3 separate regions of the Mus musculus genome follow, and regions 2 and 3 are each linked to region 1. A link is a contact called in public Hi-C and HiChIP or PLAC-seq data. All regions are on one chromosome and are shown on one strand. Each heading gives the region's core, a stretch centred on a gene start, on an enhancer-like site or on the middle of the called end of the contact. The rest is flanking DNA. Distances are from core to core; before and after follow the strand shown.

The links. Hi-C and Micro-C count contacts between places; a contact is called where the count stands out from the background. HiChIP or PLAC-seq counts read pairs in DNA pulled down with a chosen protein or histone mark.
Region 2: a Hi-C map of neural progenitor cells shows a contact between it and region 1, with 4 times the contacts expected there. The contact joins the enhancer-like site here to the promoter of Grm5 in region 1. A contact is called at or near these places in 5 of 484 Hi-C or Micro-C datasets (cerebral cortex, cortical neurons, forebrain and 1 more).
Region 3: an H3K4me3 HiChIP or PLAC-seq map of forebrain shows a contact between it and region 1, with 7 times the contacts expected there. The contact joins the enhancer-like site here to the promoter of Grm5 in region 1. A contact is called at or near these places in 12 of 484 Hi-C or Micro-C datasets (the AML12 cell line, the MC3T3-E1 cell line, beige adipocytes and 8 more), 2 of 115 datasets of contacts at active chromatin or transcription factors (forebrain and neural progenitor cells) and 2 of 9 other capture datasets (adipose tissue and liver).

The regions. Positions count from the first base shown.
Region 1 is chr7:87,582,815-87,587,454 of GRCm38.p6, forward strand. It overlaps Grm5 (glutamate receptor, metabotropic 5), which reads left to right and starts at 1,354. Exons shown (of 11, transcript NM_001143834.1): 1 at 1,354-1,726.
Region 2 is chr7:87,924,107-87,929,053 of GRCm38.p6, forward strand. All of the region lies in intron 4 of Grm5 (glutamate receptor, metabotropic 5), which reads left to right. Among named protein-coding and RNA genes, the nearest start is that of Gm24249, 160 kb to the right of the region's middle. Within about 2 kb of position 2,020, at least 55 of the 459 cell types and tissues checked have an H3K27ac peak or open chromatin away from gene starts, as enhancers often do. A contact at or near this core is called in cerebral cortex, cortical neurons, forebrain and 1 more, where this site is marked.
Region 3 is chr7:87,108,291-87,112,876 of GRCm38.p6, forward strand. No RefSeq gene overlaps it. Among named protein-coding and RNA genes, the nearest start is that of Vmn2r79, 110 kb to the left of the region's middle. Within about 2 kb of position 2,496, at least 12 of the 459 cell types and tissues checked have an H3K27ac peak or open chromatin away from gene starts, as enhancers often do. A contact at or near this core is called in forebrain, where this site is marked.

The DNA.
Region 1 (4,640 bases), core at 104-2,603:
TGTGTTTTAGCAGATTCCCACCCTCTTCTTTTTTGCTTACTTCCCACTCCCTCTGATACTCTACCCCCTTTCTTCATTTTCATAGCAAATGTGCCCTTTGATCTCTTCTTCCTTTAGTACCCCTTTTCCCTTCTTTTGGTTTCCTTTCTAGTAATTTTGTGGGGGTGATGCTGATTGTATTTTAAAGATCAGTCCACATTTACAGATATTTTCACATGCACACATTACAAGCTAGGATCTGCACATGAGAAAGACCACACTGGCTTTGTCTTCCTGGGTTTAGACCACCTAACTTAATGCTATACACTTGAGGCTGATCATTTTTTTCCCTGTAAACTTCATAATTTCAGTTTTCTTTCCAGCTGAATAAAAGTTTTATATGTATATATAACATCGTTGCCCATTCATCTGTTGGTGGACCTGGAGTCTGGTTCTAATGTGTTGCTGTAAATGGGCTATAATACACACATATGGGCAAATGTCTTTTAATGCTTGACATAGTGTTTTAAATGGATACTTCCCTTCTTCCGTTCCTTACTATTATATCACCGAAGTAATCAAAGAAACACTACCTTGTTGTCAAGGACCCACTGACAAACATTAGTAGTTATTAATAACTGGTGTCCTTGACTTCAGTGTTGTGCATGTTTTAATCATTAATTCAGCTACTGAAAGTACCTGGCTCCTTTAATTTGCTCAGGCAATAATAATATTACCCAATTATTCTTTTGTTTAAATTAAGCCATGCAAGTAATTTATAGGGATCCCTTTTATTCTTTTTCTTTCAGATATAATGTGAAGGTAACCTTAGCATTTTTGATGTCCATAGACAGTACTAGGGGTATCAAAGAAAAGGATGCCAAGCAATTGGAAGAAGTAAAACATTTAAGTCCCACAGGGAAAGACTTTTAATGGATGTAGGAAGAAACATTTTTAAGAAGTGCAGACAAATGCAAAATGACATTATTAATGACTCAAGACCATTAAATACATTGGTCTTTCTAATCACTCGGGCTTCTGAACCGTACTTGCAGTTCTCTGAATCTCATTCTCTCTCTCTCTCTCTCTCTCTCTCTCTCTCTCTCTCTCTCTCTCTCTGTGTGTGTGTGTGTGTGTGTGTGTAAGTACAGTCTGTGTCACTCTCTCTCTCTTCTCTCTGTGTCTCTCAGTCTTGTGTTTGTCTCTCTGTTTCTTCCTACTCCTCTCTCTGTCTTCCAGCAATAATACCCCTTCTCCCAATAACTGTCAGGAGTTTCGTACTATCTTCAGAGAGAAGCTGATTATCTACCTGCTCTCCAGCTTCTCTCTGAGTGACATGCCACCCACGCCTCCCAGCACAGCTCCTGCTTCTCCATCTCTGGGTGGGAATGAGGTAGTGAGGAAGTCCAAGACTGCCCTGGCCTGAACCCTGAGACCAAGAGGCTCTAGGAGCAGTGTTCACTCACTGATCCAAGGCTAGCCAGCCGCCCCCAATTGCACTCTGCAAGAGTAGGAGCCAACCCAGCGTTGCGCTTCCAGCTGCGTCTGCCCGGGCGCAGCACGTGCTCCAGGCGCTGGCGCGAGAGAGCGAGCGCCACCACCGCGGGCCCGCAGCCGTTCTGCTGGCTGCCACTACAGCTTAGATCGCAGCCACTAGCGCTTCTGCAGCAGCCAAGGCCGCTACGAAAGCGCAGGGAGCTTGAAAGGAGCGGCTGTCCAGAGGAGCAAGGCTCAGGGAGCGCACCTGGTAAGCATAGCGCTGTTTTTCTTTCTCTCAGCTGTGGAGTTACCAGGGATGTAGGATGCCGCCGGAGCCCCTCCCCCAGTGCAGGGATGGAGAGTGAGCGAGCAAGGGGCGGGTGCTTGGACTAAAGGGACCCAGAAGGGCAGGTGGTGGGCAGGTGGACGACAGGTGAAGCCAGGGATACTAGAAGGTCCTGCAAGTTTAAGAAAGTCACCCCGCAAGGACATGTGCTCTATAAATTAGACATGAATTTAGAGTCAGGAGCCTGGGCTAATGTGGTATGGCTAAATGGGAGGTTTTTGAATATCTTTTTGTTTTCATTCACCTAACTGAAGGATTTCAGTGGGGTTGTTTCCACAGAAAATAGCTAAAATAATCAGTGGCAGAAAAAAATAAATAAAACCAATAAAGCCCCCCCCCCTTCTGTCTCATGCTGGTACATGTGCAATGATAAAGCATGCACTTAGCGAGGGAGGAGAATTTTAGATCTCTGAGGATATTAGATGTTTGGGCTGTAGTAAGCACACTTGCTGATGCTGCACCCCAAAAATGAGACAGGGAAGAAGATTATGGATGGTTTTAAATACTGTATTACAATTCTAAAATGACATTTGAATGACTATAACACCAGGACCAAGAGATTCTCTGGAATCATTAACCCATTTATGAGATGTATCAGCACGTCTGGACCCTTAAAGCTAAGATTATATATTTCTAGCAGTGAAAGGAAGATTTTTTTTAACCTTAAATTTTCTGACAGAACTTTCATAAAGGATGATAATGAAGAACATGGAGATCAAGAGGAAAGAGAGGGGAGTTGAACAGACTCCATGAGCTATGTGTGGTAGTATAGCAAGGAGAGTTGGGTCTGTCAGATTTGGTACCAATGTTCATTCAGTCACACCCTGAGAAGCCCTTAGGCCATTGTCTAGGAAAATATGTGACCTTGAACAAGACTACCAAGCATTGTACACTTATTCTCTCCATCAGGAAAGTGGAAAGCATACTGCATTTTAGGACACTGAAGTCTCACAAAATAGTGTGTGTTTGTATAAGCTTGAAGAATTGTACAGGGAAAGAGGGAAGGGAGATATCCGGAAATACAGGCAAATAGATTGTAAAGATGTTCTCTCTCCAAGTATTTTAACAGCTGTAACGTTCACAGTGCCATTGGATAATGCATGCTGGTTCTATGAAAGGTCTATGGGAAAGGTTGAGTCCAGCCAAACATTCAGGCCCATGCAAAGATTATGGAGTTTTGACAGTTGTTTGGAAAATTTCAAATGCACAAAACTTAAAGTTACATTTTGCTTATTTGCTTGTTTGTTTATTTTATTGTCTAGCGAAGTAGCATTTGAAAAACATATTTTGGTGATAGGTTGTGAAGTTTTGGGGTTTGTTTGTTTGCTTTTATTTAACTTAAGCTTTGAGAAGTTACCTGGGCTTGATTATGGTAAAGAAAATCACATCCTAGTTTCAAGGTTTGTCACTGTGTGGCAAATGAGGATTTTGGAATGAGACAGGAATGTTCTGTAATATGAGTAGAAGGCTTAGGGAGGGAAGAGAAAAGCGATATTTCTCTTAGAGCATGCATGTCTATAGCCCAGTGGGCAGCAGGCAGCTGGCACATACCATGTTGATTCCTCTTCTACTTGACTGGAGAAGTCATCTCTAGCCCTTTTCTGTCAATGCATATTCATTTATAGAATTTGGAGATTTGCATTGCAGATGCTGAGATGGTATGCATTCATAAACTCATCTCCCTGGGTGTCTTCAGCTCCCCCCATCCTGAATGTCTGGCCATGAAACTAGTGTACCCATCCTGATCTGCCCAGGAGTCTGTGTTCCTAAAGGAACTCACTGTGCCACTTGGTGGCACCAAAAAGTTGCGCAGAGAAGTCTCTTCTCTATAAATACTAACTACCACCCCTCCCTCCTCCGCTCTCTCCCCTTCTCCCCTTCCCCCTGTCTCCATAGAGGGGAAGATTGCTGTACATGCCGCCCTCAGCTCCGCTGTTCTGAGCACTCCGAGCACAGGGGATGAGCTTGGGATCATCTTGGGGTTGGGGAAAAGCCCAAGAAAGGAAAAGCTGGCTCAACCCCATTGATTTCTGCTGCCCAACTTTACTCCGGGGGGCTAGCTAAACAGCATCTCACTGCCTGCTGCGTGGCCAACAGGGGGTAAGCTTGCTATGTCTGTGTGCCCAGGTATCTATCCCCAGACCTGTCAAGGATTTAGAAGCTTTAAGCATGCTGATAAGCTCACAGTGTGGTTTGGAGGAGGGGACTTAGATGAATCCGGGGTGGCCAGAGCAGAAGAGGTTCACATCTGCTTCTTTTACAGAAGACCATTATTAATTAAACCTGTTGGTGGAAAAGGCGCGAGCAAGAGGGTAAAGCAGGGGGAGGTATGCAAGGTCTAAGATAGGGATTATGCACGCCTTTGGATCCCCGTGTCTGAGCTCTGAGGAAAGGAGAACATGGTTTAGAATGCAGACTGGCTTACCCAGTCCTTTGGAGAACTCAAAACTGAGAAAGCAAAGGTAGAGAAGGGAAGGAAGGAGAATCACTTCTGGGTAATAGATTGGTTTCTCCTCTGCCTGGGGCGGGGTGGGGTGGGGGTACAGCGTTTGGTGCTGAAAGCACAGCTTGGGATTTATTGTTTCTATCTCAATGTCCTTTGAACGCCCCCAACCCCTAGCGCAACTTCGTGCGCTTTCTTTTTCCTTGGATATAGCTTTCCCTTCCTTCCAGACACAAAGCTACCCAGGGGCAGCAGATCAGAGCGCAGAAGAGGGATCCCAGGCTACAGGGACTTGGAGACAAGGAACCAGGAAAGTTCTACCAAGCAAACTCTAGTTGATGTTTACAGTAGCCTAATCTATTTTGGGACATTTCAGCAGGAAGTAATGGTTGA
Region 2 (4,947 bases), core at 770-3,269, 340 kb after region 1:
GTGTCATAGAAGAATTTTACACTTTATAAAGAGTTTCTTGGGTCTTCTTGAAAGATGGTCTCACCACTGGTTGGTCGGTCTTTCTTGATGTTGAGAATGCTACTTGGAACCTGAGTCTATTATCTCCTGGACACACTGGCTTTCAGATTTCTATTGTCCTAAATACTTTTCCTGGTTCTAAGGTCAAATTTCTCTCCCTCAGTCTAGAAGTATTCTCCTTGCCAGATTTCAGTTTATGGTCCCATAACAGTTACTCTGAGTGTCTCAAGACTGAAGTTCACAGAAGGTCTTGAGTTGCCCTGTTCCAGCTCAGCAGGAGTCTTTTGAAAATCCTGTCTTTCCTCAGCAGGAGTCCTTGTAACTAGAAGTCTCCCTGCTGCTCTACTCCAGTGCCTAGAATAGAGCATTTTCCTGGCATCTTTCTTCTCTCAGCTGATATTGTGTGCATCCTTTCTCTTTTCTCTTTTTATCTTATTTGTTCTCAATAAAATGTCTATTGACAAGAGTGTAGTGCTGATTTTCCATAGCTCTCTGCCATGATGGCTTGGATGACACTCTGTCACTGGGATGGGTTGATTTCCAGCTTTTTAAAATAGCTGAATACAATTGTAGTTTTAAATGTTTATCCATTGAGAAACATTAGGCTGGTTCCTCTTCTCAGCTACTCTGAATGGTTGCAGCAATAAAAATAGACTTGGGTAAAGCATTCGCCATGTCAGCCTAACAAACTAACAAGCCTAACAAGGTTTCAGATCCTTAGAACCAAAGCAAAAATCCAGATGTAGTATTGCAAACACCTATTATCCCATTCTTCATCCACGAAGAGATGGGAAGCAAAGTTGCTTTAAACGTCTGAGCAAGCTAGACTAGCATATGCAGGGGAAAAAAAAAACAAAAAACAAAAACAAGAGTTCTTGTCTCAGGACAGGATGGAAAGTGACGACTGACAATTGAGGTTATTTTCCAATTTTCTGATAGAACATGGCAGATATGTACCTTCAAAATGGAACACAAACATGAATACACACACACACACACACACACACACGCACACACATTCACACAGGGAGAGAGGGAAAGATATAGAGAGAGCTATAAGCCTGTCAGCATACTAGTAAGTTTCAATTATATATTTTTGAAATGATTTGGAATAGGATCCAAGAAATTCTAATTTATTCAAAAATTTCAATCATTTTTGATCTTTGAGAGTGTTATTTTTCATGAACCAATAATACCCACTATGATATTAAATTGTCATCCATAATTATTCTGTGAAAATAGAAAAGCTGAGCTCTCGGGAACCTCAGTGGAGAATTGAGGATGTCACAATTATTAAATGACAGATAAATAATTCAATCCTGCTTGTTGGGATTTATGTACTGGGAGCACTGCCTCTCTTGACCTGTGCCTAGTTTCCCTGTGACACAGTCACCAGTCTTACATTTTACTTAGTAATTACTTCCTGTCATGCCCATCAGATTCAAGGGGATTCAGCAAAATATTCTTGGTGAAGTGCCAGAAGAGTATTTTGAGTCAGAACAATTTCTTTCTTTTTTTTTTTTCTCTCAATGTGTCACTCCTACCCATGACTTTCATGAAATCAAAGAAACACTCTCTGGTAAAGAAAATTGCAACTTGCAAACATTGTACTTTCGAACAGATGAAGAAAACAATGCCTGTCTTTGGGGACTTTTACTTGCAAACTCTTAGAATTCAAAGTGGTTCAATACTGAAAGCCTTTGCTAAGGTAATTCAACTCCTGGGGAAGTTTATTCGAAACAATTAGAACAGCGAATGTGAATACCCAGCGTTTTTCACTTGTGGAGGAGAGGGAACCGAAGGGGCATTTAAAGGAAGCTGGGTGAAGCTGCTTGGTGGGCAGAGGAGCAGAAACATAACTTGCTTGCTTTCCAACTCTGTCTGCCAACTTCGGCAGCACAGTTGTTTCCTGCTGAGAACAGATTCTGCTTGTTCAGTGCGTGTTTGTGAAGAAAGACATTTTCAGACACTCGGATATAATGGGGCATTCACACATTTGAAACCCAGCTAAATTTGCCCCTGGGGTACATAGAGAGGATGCCAGGAGCACAGACTTGCCCGGAAATGGTGATGGAAGTAGACTATGTTGACTTAAAAATGAATTCCGGCAAGTAGCCCAGCTACACAGGAGACAGTTTCATGCCAAGAGCATGTGGATTATTGTTCTCACCATTCAGGTTTAGACCAAGTGTTCCCCTATCCATGGTGTCACCTTGGTTACTTAATTCCTGGCAAGAGAGTTCAGATTGAACTTCCCAGAAGCCCCTTCCTCATTATGCTTCTGCATTTCATTCTTTTTTTTTCCTGTGACAGACACTAACTCAGAGAAATCTATCAGTATTGCAAATCTAGTCAAATCCTGTTTTAAAGGCTTGCTACTTATCAATAAATTCTAGTCTGTTTTCCTGGGTATATATGACCAGACATTTAACCTTTCACTTCCATTGGCTATCCCTTTCTTTCCCCCGCCCCCCTTCATACGGATGCACAAAATTATGGCTTCATCTTCAACTTATCACGCTTATGAATATGTTCTCCACAAGTGACTCACTTCTCTGCCACTTCCTCCCTTCCCTGTCCACTCAGTGGATGCTCTAGGTCTCTAAACACATTTTACCTTTGAAATTTTTCTCCAGTGATTTTACTCTTTTGTTGTACTAGTAAAGGACACATGCCATTTTTTTCTCATGTGTCACATTGTATCCAATGTAAGACTCATTTTACAGAATTGTGAAAATAAGAGGAAAAGAAACCTATGCATACTGGAAGTGAAAAACTATGACATCACAGCCTTCTGTTTACTTGTCTCTCTCAGTAGAGCTCATGAACAAGTTATTCTACCATGATTTTTATAATTCAGTAACTACCACCATGTAACTATGTCACATCAGGATCTTCACAAATGTTTTGTTTTGTTTTATTTTATGGGTGGTGAACTAAATGATGCTATCATATTTTCTGACATGAGCCATTACATAGTACGTGCAAGAAAGTCAACCATTGTTGCTTTACAAATTTTATTTCATTGCATTCTCTTTCTTGTTTTATTCCCATAAAATGAGATATCTATAAAAGATTAGCAATAATAAAAAAAAATCTCTAAATGCTACTGAATCACATGCTGGCTCATATTATTTCTTAAATATGTTTGCTTGTTTATTTTAACCCAGTAATCTCAGTTACCTTTGCATATATGTGAAATGGTATGGGGCCACCCACTAGGATCTAATGAAATAAAGAGAAATAACTGTCTCTCCCCAGCATCCATGAAGTAGTAAATAGATCCTCAACTAGAGGCTAGGACTCAAGAATTCCTCCCTGCTGCATGGTGAAACTGAATTGCTTGTTCTTGTTCAGGGTCTTCTGGAGGTGCTCACAACTACTCTGAGTTCATTTGTGCTATATTTATGTTGTATGCAATCAGACAGCATCTACAGTATTCTGATGCTCATCCTTAGCACTGAGGGGATTTGACATCAGTGCCCTGTCTACAGCTTAGATATCAGAGTTTCTTATCCTCAAGATTATGAATAGTATCATGTCTCTGCTTTGATCATTGCCCAATGTGATTAGCTGTTCTTCTGATCAAGTTTGGGTCAATAGAAAATAAAAATAAGTAGTCAAAAGGCAGTTTGACAATATAACAGTTTAGAATCTTCATCAATCAGTTCTTCCTAAAAGCCTATGCTTTCACTACATGGTTTTTGACCATGTTTACAAAAGCAAGTCTAAATTCCCTACTGTTGATCAGGCCTTAAATGTAGTCACAAAGGCAGTTGATTACTCCCATAAGCAATCTTATCATTATTGCTCCAGTGAGCAAATTATTCATAGTAGGTTGGTTATATAATACAATGTATAGCTTTGCATATGACCATAATTTTCTTCTACACAAACCTGAACAGCACCTTCCATCACTATGAGACCCAGCAAACAGGAGAGTTTCTAGGTAAGTTCAAGAGTAAGTTTTCTGTTCTACAGCTAAACTCTAAGCTATTTGAAGATATTCATCCACTCAAGGTAACTAATATTAATAGTTTACAGATAAGAAAATATACCCAAAGGAAGAAATTCAAGAAAATCAAATACTGAAAATCAAGACTTTAAATCACGAAGCAGGATTCCTCTCAGTACCCACTGGCATTAATGGAGGAAATCAGAAAACTCAGAAATATGAAACATATTCATTGAATCATATGCAGAAAGACATAAAGAATATAGACTATATCAGTCAGCAATAAATGTTACTAAATTTGACCAGTTTCATGAATTTTCTATTTATTTGTCATAGTACTGAAATCACACTTCTTTTAATAAGTTTTCAGTTCTATACACTATTACCAATTCTTAATTTAAACTAAACTATTAATGAAGTACTGATTTTTTTAATATTTAAAAAATTCTTATATACAGACCAAAATATATGTTACAGGTGATAGGACTTCTTCTATTGACACCAACAGCAAGAAAAGCAAGGGAAAAGGTTTACATCATGGTGAATATTTGTAAGTTCTGGGCCTTCTCATTCTTAAATTTCCCAAACTTAATTTTATTAATCAAAAAAAGAATAATGCTTCCTTGTTCATGCTTTCTTTCCCTCTCTCTCTCTCTCTCATGTTTGTGTTTCTGTTTTAATATAATGAAAAAAATCTGCACACATATATAGTATGCAAAAGCAAAAAAAGGGGAAAAAAAGAGAGAGAATTATATCAGGTTCTTGTCAGCATGCACTTCTTGGCATCCACAATAGTATCTGGTTTTGGTGACTGTATATGGGATCGAACCCCATGTAGAGTAGTCACTGGATGGCCTTTCCTTCTGTCTCTGCTCTATACTTTGTCTCTATATTTGCTCCCATGAGTATTTCGTTTGCCTTTCTAAGAAGAACTATAGCACCAATACTTTGGT
Region 3 (4,586 bases), core at 1,246-3,745, 470 kb before region 1:
AATAATAACAGAAACAAAAGAAAGCCAACATACACATGGAAGATGAACAACTCTCTCCTCAATAATAACTTTGCCAGGGAAGAAATAAAGAAATAAAAGACATTTTAGAATTTAACAAAAATGAATGCACAGCATGGCCAGACTTATGGGACACAATGAAAGCAGTTCTAAGAGAAGGATTCATAGCTCTGGGTGCCTTCAAAAAGAAATTGAAGAGATCATACACTAGCAGCTTAACAGCACATCGGAAAGTTCTAGAACAAAAAGAAGCAAATTCACCCAAGAGTAGTAGTCAGCAGAAAATAATCAAACTCAGAGCTGAAATAAACCAAGTAGAAACAAAGAGAGCTATACAAAGAGTTAACAAAACTAGGAGTCGGTTCTTTAGAAAATCAGAAAGATAAATAAACCCTTAGCCAACCTAACTAAAGGGCACAAAGACAGTATCCAAATTGACAAATAAAGAATGAAACAGGTGACATAAAAACAAGAAGTTAAGAAAATTCAAAGGATCAAAAGCCAATAGTCAACAAAACTGAAAAACCTAGATGAAATTGATGATCTTCTAGATAGATACCAGGTAACAAAATTAAATATGGATCAGATGAAACATCTAAGCAGTCCCATAATCCTTAAGGAGGTAGAAGCAGTCATTAAAAATTTCCCAACCAAAAAAAAATTGTTTTTTTTAGTGCAGAATTCTATCAGACCTTCAAAGACGACGTAGTACTGTTTTTTTTTCAAATTATTCCACAAAATAGCAACAGAAGGAACACTACCTAATTTAGTCTATGAAGCCACAGTTTCACTGATACCCAAACCACACAAAGACCCAACAAAGAAAAAGAACTTCACACCAAGTTCCCTTATCAATATCAATGTGAACTCAATAAAATTCTCCCAAACCAAATCAAAGAACACATGATAACAATCATTCACCAATACCAAGTAGGCTTCATCCCAGGGATGCAGGGATGGTTTAAGATACAGAAATCAATCAACATAGTCCACTATATAAACAAACTCAAAGAAGAAGTTAGGGAAGGATCAATTATGGGAAGAAACAGGAGAGAAGTACAAAAGGTCAGGTAATTTAACAGAACTATGTGGGTGTGAGGTATGGGGAACTGGAATTAGCCACTAGAAAGTCCTAGATGCCAGGGAAGCAAGAGGTTCCCAGTACTCAAAGGGAATGATATTAGCTGAAATAGTCAACAAATGGGTGCTAGAACATGTCTCCTCCAGTAGAGACCACCTCCAGTAGATAGGCAAGGCCCCCAGTTGATGGATGGGGCCACACACCCATTTCAAAATGTTTTACCCAGAATTGTTTCTGTCTAAAGGAAATGCAGGGACAAAAATGAAGCAGAGACTGAAGGAAGGCCATCCAGAGGCTGTTCCATCTGCAGACACCAAACCCTGACACTATTGCTAATGCCCAGAAGTGCTTGCTGACAGGAGCCTGATATAGTTGTCCCCTGAGAGGCTCTGCCAGCACCCTACTAATACAAATGGAGGCACTCACATCTGACCATTGCAGAGCCTTGGAACCTCAATGAAAGAGTTAGGGAAAGGACCAAAGAAGGTGAAGAGGATTGGAACCCCATAGGAAGAACAATATTAACTAAGGAGACCACGCTGAGCTCCCAGGGACTAAAATACCAACCAAAGAGTATACATGAAGGGACCCATGGCTCCATCTACATATGTAGCAGTGGATGCCTTAAGTGGCACCAATGGCTGGGGAGGTTCTTGGTCCTGTGGAGGCTTGATGCCCAGCATTGGGGGGATACTAGGACGGTGAGTCGGGAGTGAGTATATGGGTGGGGGAACATCCTGGTAGAGGCAAAGGGAATGAGGATGGGATGGAGGGTTTGAGGAGGGAAAACTAGGAAGGGGGACAACATTTGAAATGTAAATAAATAAAACAACTGCAAAGAGTAGCTAGGCGAGGGATTTCTATAGCTGAAAAATATTTCTTATTATTTTTTCTCCCTTTAATTCAGGTTAATGACCAATGTCTCTCTAGGCCTGTATTTACAAGGTCTTATCTTCTCATTTGTCTATTTGACTTCTTAGCCAGCTAGCATCTCTTCCTCAGCACATTTCTCACATATTTTAATTGTCATCCTGATTACATAGTTTTAAAGTTTCTTCTAATAAGTCTATGTTCCCATGTATAGTGTGAAAATCTGAATAAAGGTACCATAGTGTCTCCTGTGGCTATAACGTAAATAACTCTAATAAATCTTTGTTGACTTGATAATATGATTAAAGCTCAGAGTGGCAATAATCAAAGGTTATTAAAAATAAAGGAATAATTTCAACAATGTATTGTATGCTGTATGTAACATATGTTAGAATTCTATTAAATTCCCTTCCTGTTTTAACTTTAAATGTAGTGTAGAAATTTTCACATATACAAGTGTATAAGAATGTATTATTTCTTATATTTTGTAATATCTGACGTAGGCACTAGATGGCACTGTGAGACTGTGAACAGTGGTGCTCTTTCTGTAAACAAGAAGGAAACAAAGACCTGACATTAAAACATGGAGCCAGACCGGTTCCTTGTAATCTAAAGACAGGTAAATGTAGTCCTGTATTTTAGAGTGGATTTTGTAGGAAATTTTGTAGTGCTTTATTTTAGGTGGGTAGTGTATGAAAAAAGCCCACTGGACTGAGAATTGAAACTTGTGAGTTTTAGCCCCAGTTCTGCCATTTTCTAATTCTGTTCTATTTCTTCACCCTTCTGAATTTAGCATTTCATGCAAAGGAGGCCAGCACTCTACCTCTGTCTTCTCCGATATTCACCTCATAAGGGTAGAATGGTGACAACCATCCTACAGAACTTAAAAACCTTCTGCTCTTACATCTGATGACTCCGGTCCATTCACATGATAACTGAGAAATCATTGTCAGATGCTGCCTGTCAGGAGTGATGAGCCTAAGTCAGCTCTAGGAGCATTTTCAGAATCCAGCGCACCTGTGTTTTATTGTGAAAACCGACACACACTTTCATTCTGATTGACCCTGAAGCTACAAAACCTTTATGTGCTTTTTCATTGGTGTACAGACTCCATAAATTGGTGGACACATTGAAAAAAAAAAAAAGAAAAGAAAAGAAAAGAAAAAAATACTATTTATTTGTTTAATATGCCTATTAAAAATTTATTAACTACCTCTGTTTTTATGTACTATTAAAAAGGTATTGAATGTTAAGCAAAAATTCTTTAAGGTATCATTAATTTTATTTTAGCAGCTGTCATTTGTGGTTCCGGTCTCAGTGGGAAATGAATTATTTATATCAGATATTTATGTGTGTCTAATCTGAATATTCTTTTTTAAAAAAATCAATTCTCTGCACTTCCCACCCAACCACCTACATAAAATATCCCCAACTTAATTTTTTATTTGTGCTTCTCCAAGCAGCCTGAAATCACAGCCTACTTGTAGTAGATTTAGATGTTTGTATGAATGTTTCATTCATCATTCTGTGAATATTTATGCTCCAGTTCATTCTTTATATATCATATAGATCATTTGGGGTTGGGGTTACTTTCCCTTGAAGCCATTTCCTTTGTGATTATTTTACTCAACTGTAAGTTACAGGGAAATTATGATTCAGAAAAAAAAATCGTCATTTATATCCTTTACTATCCCAATACAAAATAATGTAGACCAAATTCATAAATGTTTGTATAGAATTAGTTCATTCATGAATTATATACTGAGCATTCACTGAGTATTTTGTGATTCTATTGCTCTGCTACTGAGACCACAAATAGCATGGAATGTGCATAAAAGTACTGTAAAGCCCCTTCTACAGCAAATCTTATACAACAACAGCTGCAGCAAAATTGTATGCAGTGTTCAATGGAAAAGTAGCCTAGAAGCAAGCTAGGCTGAACTAAGTTTATATGACCCTTATATTTGAGCTGATAGACAAAGTTTGGGTGGATGGTTTGGACTGAAATAGGAGAGAATTCTCTAGACTAAGTAGTCAGCAGAGGTAAAGGAAAAGAAGCCTTTAAAGAATTATATATATATATATATATATATGTGTGTGTGTGTGTGTGTGTGTGTGTGTGTGTGTGTGTGTATGAGAAGAGTGTGTGGCCTATGGCTGATAATTGTGTAGGAGAGTTGGTTTGCTAGGGAGTGAAGAAGAAATAATGTTGCAGTAAATCTCCAATCCAAATAAGACGCACCCCCCCCCCCGGGTGGGGGAGAACACAACTCAATTAATATGAATACATGCTGTGCACCTAGATTGGGCAGATCTACCACTATACTACTATCTTCCCTATCTATGAGACTTTCCTTCCACCTCTTCCTCCATCATCCTCTCTTCACTTCTACAACCCTAAAATCCTGCCTACTTGCCCAGTCATTAGCTCCTTTATTAGGGGATTGGTTCACAAGAAGTCACCTGAGTATGACTCACTTCTTGTCTGCAGTCCCTTCTAGGACAGTGGAATTAGCATTAAAATACAAAGAGCACCAGATTTATCCACAATAAAATAATATTAATCTATTGATTTCTCTAAAATTTACCAAGTATTTCACATGATTCTTTTTTTCCC